Regions from separate parts of the Mus musculus genome. Here region 2 is linked to region 1. The links are chromatin contacts, called in public HiChIP or PLAC-seq maps. All regions are on one chromosome and are shown on one strand. The core of a region is the stretch at or near the end of the contact, and the rest is flanking DNA. Distances in the headings are between cores, read along the strand shown. Region 1 overlaps Ghr (growth hormone receptor). Region 2 has its middle 54 kb from the start of Gm41255.

Region 1 (3,490 bases), core at 340-2,839:
TAATTGCCTATACCAAAAGAGATGATCCATGAGCTCTGGAGTATTGGAGATACATGCTGTTGCACCATGGGTTCTGGAAGTCTGAATTGAGTTCTCACACTTGCATGGCAAGTGTTTTGTCAACTGAGTCATCTCTTCAGTCTTCCCCCATCCCCTGACTTTGGATATAAGCAGAACATTTACTTAAGCATTGTGTAAAAGTATTCTAGAAGAGATTAGGTTCCTACTGTATGCCATACTCCTAGCATGTGCTTTGTTATTTCATACACACACTTCTGTGTATAAAATGTTGTGTGTTAGTGTTGTGATCCTCACTTATAGCTAACGGGATGCTTCTGAGAGGTCAGATAATTTCTTGACAAAACACAGATGCAGTAAATGGTAAAGCTGGAACATGAAACCACAATTTTCTCACTTCAAAGTTCTTCTCCCCATATGGTATGCTGTAGGATTTTTCATTCTTGGCATTAAGTTCAAAGAGTTATAAGCATCTATGAGCTGCTAGATAGCTGTAGAGACCAAGGCTAGAGACTAAGTGCTGTGGACACAATCTGAAAACACCTTATTTTTAACCTTTTACTCCATGTATGTAAGATAAATGGGAAAACATCATAATTATGAGAAACATATGCAATGCCTTCAGGATGTGCTAGATTTTTTTTTTCACAGAAATGAGAAACTGAAGATGTCCCAGACTGAAAAAAACCCGTCTGACTGATGGAGAAAATAAGACTCATAAGAACCCCAAATGAAACATTGTAACATATACTGAAAACACTATGTAGTGTTGTTTAAATAAAGGGGATGCAACATTCTAAGCTAGCTTGGGAAATAGGTTATTTACAGGAGCTCACTTCTAAATTTCCTTAAGAGGTCAGGAGGCTGGAGATATATATATGATTAGCCTATATATTGGTGGACAACAGTCCAGGGACAGCTCTCAAGAATAAAATCACTGCCTGCCATTTGGTCCTTCCTATTCAAGTCAGGAGCTCTGCTCACTTCTATCTATAACCAGAGGTCAGATATTCTCATAGAAATGACATTCATACAAGCACAGAGCTGTCTTCTGGGACATGGCTTTGGCTTATTTAGAGTCATAGATTCTTAGAGCTTGAAGCTAGCCAGACTTGCCATCCCATTTTACCACAAGCAGAAAAAGATGCTGTCTAAAGAGGGACCGAACTTCCAATGATCCTGTGGTTGGTAAAGAGTGAGAGTGTGTTCTACTGCCTCTATGAAGTAAAAATCATGGTTTCTGTTGTTTTGTGCTTACTATGTACCCAAGAGTTGCAAAGCCTAATTAATATCCAAGGGTACCATTTTCAGGGCTTGGCTTGCTCCTGAGCCCCTAGACTGTATGACAGAAAATTATGATGATTTTTAGGTCACAGCAATAAAGTGGAAGCTTATGAGAAATCAAAATGAAGAGTCATTCTGAATAGTAAGTTATGTTCCAGCATCCAATGAATTAAAATTTCACATGTCAAAAAAAAAAAAAAAATCACATGTCACTACATTTCAATACACTAGGTGGCAGCAAATAGGTATTTAGGTACACCGTCAATAGATAGGCAGACTGGAAACAAAATGAAACTAAGTCTTTGGGTTTAATGAAAGGGGATTAATTTCTTGATGCTCTCAAACATGTACGCCAAAGCCAGAGCTTTCTCATAAGCTTTCTTTACCAAGGTTGCCCTTACAAACTATTAGTGGTGGACAACTACAGCTTGGAGAGCTTGGAGCTGTTCAGGTTGCTGCTTTCTGGGGAGGCGTGGCAATAGGCTATATATTTCAAGAATGGAGAGTAACAGTCAGGGAGAGGGAATGGGCAGGTTTAAGGGAGCATGTTGCAGGATATGCTCCAGAATCAAAGGGCTGAAAAAGAGATGTTAGCAGGCTGGTGGGGAATCCTGGCAACAGAGATATTTGTTAAATTAAGTAAAATTAGTATCTACACGTTCAGCCATAGGGACCCAAAAGATTATCTAGTGTCGCAGTTGGTTATGTCAGGTGATCCATTAAGGGATAGAAAGAAATTAAGAGGGATTTCTAATACTGCGTATCAGATTCATACAGAGTCACTAAGCCCATGTACATGAGTCACATGCTATGGGAGGAACTTCACACAAAGAGTGGAAGGGTCATGATTCAGAGTGCCTGTTCATAAATTAATCCCTCATCTCTTGGCATTGCAGAAGTTTTTCAGGCTCTTCTTGGCTGATTTAAAGGGTATATGGACTGAAAAGATGTAGCTCAGCTATAACTGTCTTGTAACAAAGAAGTGGCTTAAAAGATTCATATAAAGAAATTTCAAATCAAAGATGAGCTGATAATGTTGTCTTACTGATCAGAATGCAGCCGATGGCATGCTCTTCATAGCCTTAGAACAAGCTCTCAGTTGCTCCAAGCAAATCCAATGGACGGTAGCCTCCAAATCAGAAAAGGCTCTGAAGACTACTCAAACAGAGATTAACTTCTATTCTTATTATGGATGGACTTCTAATTTGATGTGTACTGCAACACCTTTAAAATAACATGTTGATAAACAAGATATAGACTCTGCCTTCAAATTCCTGTTTTATAAACCACTAAATGAGAATTATCTCTCCCTAAATAAGTAAACTTGTTTAAAGTATATCTCAAGAAGCATTCTGCTCTAATAAATATTAAACACCTTTCAGAATATCATTTGATTCAGCTATATATAAAATTTAAATATGTATATATACATATGCATATAGATTATAGTGATATGTGTTGAATTCAGGGCCTGAGTAGAAGCTAAGAAAGCTCTCTACCACTGAGGTATATCCAATCCTATGAATTTATTTTTGTGTATAGCCTATGATAAACAAAATAGAGTACTATGTATGTGTAAGGAATTTTTAAGCATGTGAACATGCAAACTGGCTATATGACTATGATACTAATGGGCTATAGGATCCAGATTTTTATGACTTGAGACAGCTTAACATATTTATAAATAAATAAGTAAAATGAAGCAAGAGACCTAGACTCTCGGTCTTCTGAATTAGTCCACTTTCCATTACCATTAAGAACTATCTGATGCTGAGGAACTTATAAAGAAAAGACATTTATTTATTTATTTTGCAGTTCTGAGACTCAAGATCAAGCGTTTTGGCTTCAGTTCATCTCTGGTGAGGGGCAATGGAAGGTTGGGAGTGTGGTGAGAAAGATCTCATGGTGACATAGGACGTCAGAGGGACTAAGTAGTTTGTGTCACATGTTTTTAAAGAATATCTTTCTTGTGAATGAATTGTGATTTGCTAAGAACTATATTAATCTCTTCCAAAGCTAAGGTTCCCAATAATCTAAGAACCATTTTCTAAACACAGCCTCTTAAAGTCCCACCACCTCATAATACTGCCACACTGGGACCAAGTTTCTGACATGAATATTTTTGGAGACACACCATATAGAAACAATAGCATCTCTACAGAAAATAAACTGTCAGTTTGTTATTTAA
Region 2 (3,490 bases), core at 475-2,974, 310 kb after region 1:
TTTTTCAATCAGCACATGGTGATGGGACGCTTAAGTTGGTGGAGCCATCAATAATTGAGACTTGGCTCACTTCATGCATTCCATAAGTCAGTTGATTCCTAATCTTAAGTGGGCAGAGGGTAGTGTAAGAGTGGAAGGTTAACAATATAAAGATTAGCCTGATTCTAACTTAAAGTTGAGTCAGTATGGACTATTACTCAGACATATGCTTTCACTTGGAACCAGAGTAAAGGGTGGGAAATTTCAAAATTACCCAACATGTTTTCTTATTGTAATTGGAAAGGAGTCTAGGTTATTTTTTTCTTTTCTTTTCCCACTTAGGGGCCAGTACTGTGTATTACTGGGTTGCAACCACATAGAAAAGAATGAAGACATTGTCTGGGTTCTTCATGCTTCTCCATCCAGGCCTTTTAATTTTACTAATTTAGAGAAAAACACATGTTTAATTACTTTGAGATACTTCCATGTCATAATGTGTTACAGCTAAGACACAATGACTTCATCTGTTCAACTACAACTTTAAGTAAAGGAGGCCCATTAAAGATAGTGTATCTTAAACTTTTCATGTAACAGAGTATCGGTGATCTACTATGATTTTGTGTTGTGACACACTCTCTCTCACACACATTACATCACATCACATGTGACATGTCAAAAAGCTAGAATACTAATATCAGATTTACCTGATTAATACCTCCCAGTAGAGGATGGAGAAGGATGATAGCCCCAGATAATATTTTAATACTTTACTATGTGGTTTCAATCCAGCAATACACACAAATGGCTCCTAAGTTAGAAAAGAAACAAAGCAAAGCAAAACAAAAACAGTAGACTTCTTTCCAATTACAAAAAGAGAACATATTTGTGTGTGTGTGTGTGTGTGTGTGTGTGTGTGTGTGTGTGTGTGTGTGTATATATATATATATATATATATATATATATATATATATATATATATATATATATGTCTTGCTTTTATCTTCCACTTCTGATATAAAAGTCTTGAAAGCTTTGAAGGATCTAGAGTTCTCTTGTTTGGTTTTGAGTTACCTGGTGGCAGACAATCCCTTTGTAGCTTTAGAAGGAGGTCTTGTCAGGTGAATGACCAAAGGATGAATAGAGGGTTGGAAATGCTCTGCCAAACCTACAAGTTTCTGAGGACAGGTGATCTGTTCAAGAGTAAACTGATTACCAATTGACCATGATGAAATAAATCATGCCTAAATACTTTTAATTTAATTAAGAAACAAAGAAATAAGAAAGAAATGAAATTGGGAAGTTGGGGTGTTCTAATAGCTGAACAACAGCAGTCCCTGGAGTATGGTGCTCCTGGGAAAACACACAAACTTTTCAGCCTTTCCCCACACCTGTTGCCTTGTGCATCTCTCCCATCTGCCTGTGTCCTTTGAGACATCTGTTACAATGAGAGATATGTATTTTTCTGATTTCTGTGAATCACTCCAGTAACCTTATTATACCTAAGTAGAGTGGCCAGGAACATTGATGTTTAGTCAAAAAGATGGAGGCCCACACTTGTGACTGGGATAAAAATTAGGGAAGGGATGCAAGTATTGGAGGCTGAGCCTAGGACTTGTGGGATCCAAGGCCATCTCTAAGTAGAAAGTGTAGAACTAAATTGAATCAGGAGACACACAAGTGCTGTTCACTGGTGGGGAGAGAGCTCCACACATGCTTTGGTAACCGAAGATCGCAGTTGTGGTCTGCATTGTGAAATCTGCATATGACTAAATGTAATGTTTCATTTTTCAATACCCTTACTTTACAGAGATAGCCTTGGGACAAAATTATAGATGAAAGAAGTGGTTATTGTACCAGTACAGTGATTGCTGTATCAGCAATACCTTTGGAGAAAATTTAATGTGTTTCTTCTTTTTATGCCTTGGGACAATAGGAATGGCTAACCCAAATTAAAAGTGTGTTTAAAAGCTTAAACACTGTCTTCCTCTGGACATTTAGGAGGAGACCCATACACGGAGATGGAGCTGTCCAATATTGTATTTTGATTGACTGTTTACAGATCAACACAGCCAAGTGGGTAGGAAATTTGAAGACTACAATAAGTTAATGGGGTGTTAGTGTACTGACTACTAAATATTTGATTAATTAGTAAGTAACCAACCAGAAAATATTTAAGTCCCTTGTTTAAAAGCAAATGGAAACATTATTAACCAAAGGTTGGCAAGCTATTGCTTATGTGCTGGATCCAACCTACCATCTGGTTTTGGAAGTAAAGACTTTGGAATGTTAGCTGGGTTGCTCTAAGTATTATTTATGGTGGTTTTATATTACAGTGGCAAGATTTGAGTAATCATGACAGAGACTAATGGCCTCTAAGTCTAAAATGTTTACTATACAGCCTTTTACACACACACACACACACACACACACACACACACACACACACACATACACACACACAGAGGTTACCTTGATTTTCGACATGTGATTTGTAATTTTTTATCCTTTTTTTTGAACGAAGTGTGCTTGAAGCTCAACTAAAAGATGTTGGCCTCATTGTTGTGTGCATATGTTAGTATTCCCTAATGATGATTAGTCCAGCTTCTTTCTTCCTATAAATAAATGCTATTAGCCTCTAGAGATGCTGATGGAACAAAATCTAGTGTTCTTAGGTAGTTCTATAATTTTAAGTATTACATTTACACATTAGAAAAATGAGAGCCTGTTATGTAAAGAAGTTTGCCCACATATACCCAACTAAGGTCATTGGACAGACACTACTTCTTCTAACGAAAATTCCAGAAAACCCCTTCTGAGGAAAAATAAGTTGTATTAATTTTGTCCTACTATTCTTTTGTGCTGAGTAAATTCAGTTACCTAATGGTTCTTAAATTTCAATATGTGTCAAGATTGTGGAACTTGCTATAAACAAAGTTGGTGGAATTAACCCTCTTTCCCCGGGGGTTGCTGATAAAGTGAGCTTTGAGGGAGCTTAAGGAGCTACATGTCTAACAAACTTCCCAAGTGACAATGATGATTCTACTTCACAGACAACACTTAGTAGTCTCCTTGAATAAACCTGGGAAGAATTAATTCTTGCCCTTCTTATGTATTTCTACTTTAAAGCCAGATCACTCATTAGCTTCTCATCATTTCTCAGTATGATAAGATCTCAATGAAGATCTTATATGCACCTTCTTCAAGGGGATTCTATTACAATACAACAAGATATCAATCAATTAAAAGAAAAGAACATATATGAACAAGTCTTGATTATCACAGCTGAATGAAGCAAAGACAGCTAATATAGAAAAATTTTATTCTGTGAAAGCAACAGCAACTAACAGCAAAAGCTAAGAGTGTTGGTAAGTATAGGTGAGGGGGGAAGGCCCTACACCCAGGTGCTTAGATGTTCTTTGCTTTTCCAGGTGTATGCTTCAATAGGCACTGAGCTACAGAATCGAAGTCATGCAAGTTCATCTGATGCTATCTACTCCCCACATGAAAATCT

Evidence for each region. HiChIP or PLAC-seq counts read pairs in DNA pulled down with a chosen protein or histone mark.
Region 2: a CTCF HiChIP or PLAC-seq map of the NIH/3T3 cell line shows a contact between it and region 1, with 7 read pairs. The contact joins two enhancer-like sites. A contact is called at or near these places in 1 of 39 promoter capture datasets (the 3T3-L1 cell line) and 1 of 15 datasets of contacts at CTCF or cohesin (the NIH/3T3 cell line).

Annotation. Positions count from the first base shown.
Region 1 is chr15:3,354,907-3,358,396 of GRCm38.p6, forward strand. The region is part of intron 3 of Ghr (growth hormone receptor); the gene reads right to left. All of the region lies in intron 4 of Gm41254 (a long non-coding RNA gene), which reads left to right. Among named protein-coding and RNA genes, the nearest start is that of Ccdc152, 53 kb to the left of the region's middle. Within about 2 kb of position 1,590, at least 27 of the 459 cell types and tissues checked have an H3K27ac peak or open chromatin away from gene starts, as enhancers often do. A contact at or near this core is called in the NIH/3T3 cell line, where this site is marked.
Region 2 is chr15:3,667,342-3,670,831 of GRCm38.p6, forward strand. No RefSeq gene overlaps it. Among named protein-coding and RNA genes, the nearest start is that of Gm41255, 54 kb to the left of the region's middle. Within about 2 kb of position 1,725, at least 6 of the 459 cell types and tissues checked have an H3K27ac peak or open chromatin away from gene starts, as enhancers often do. A contact at or near this core is called in the NIH/3T3 cell line, where this site is marked.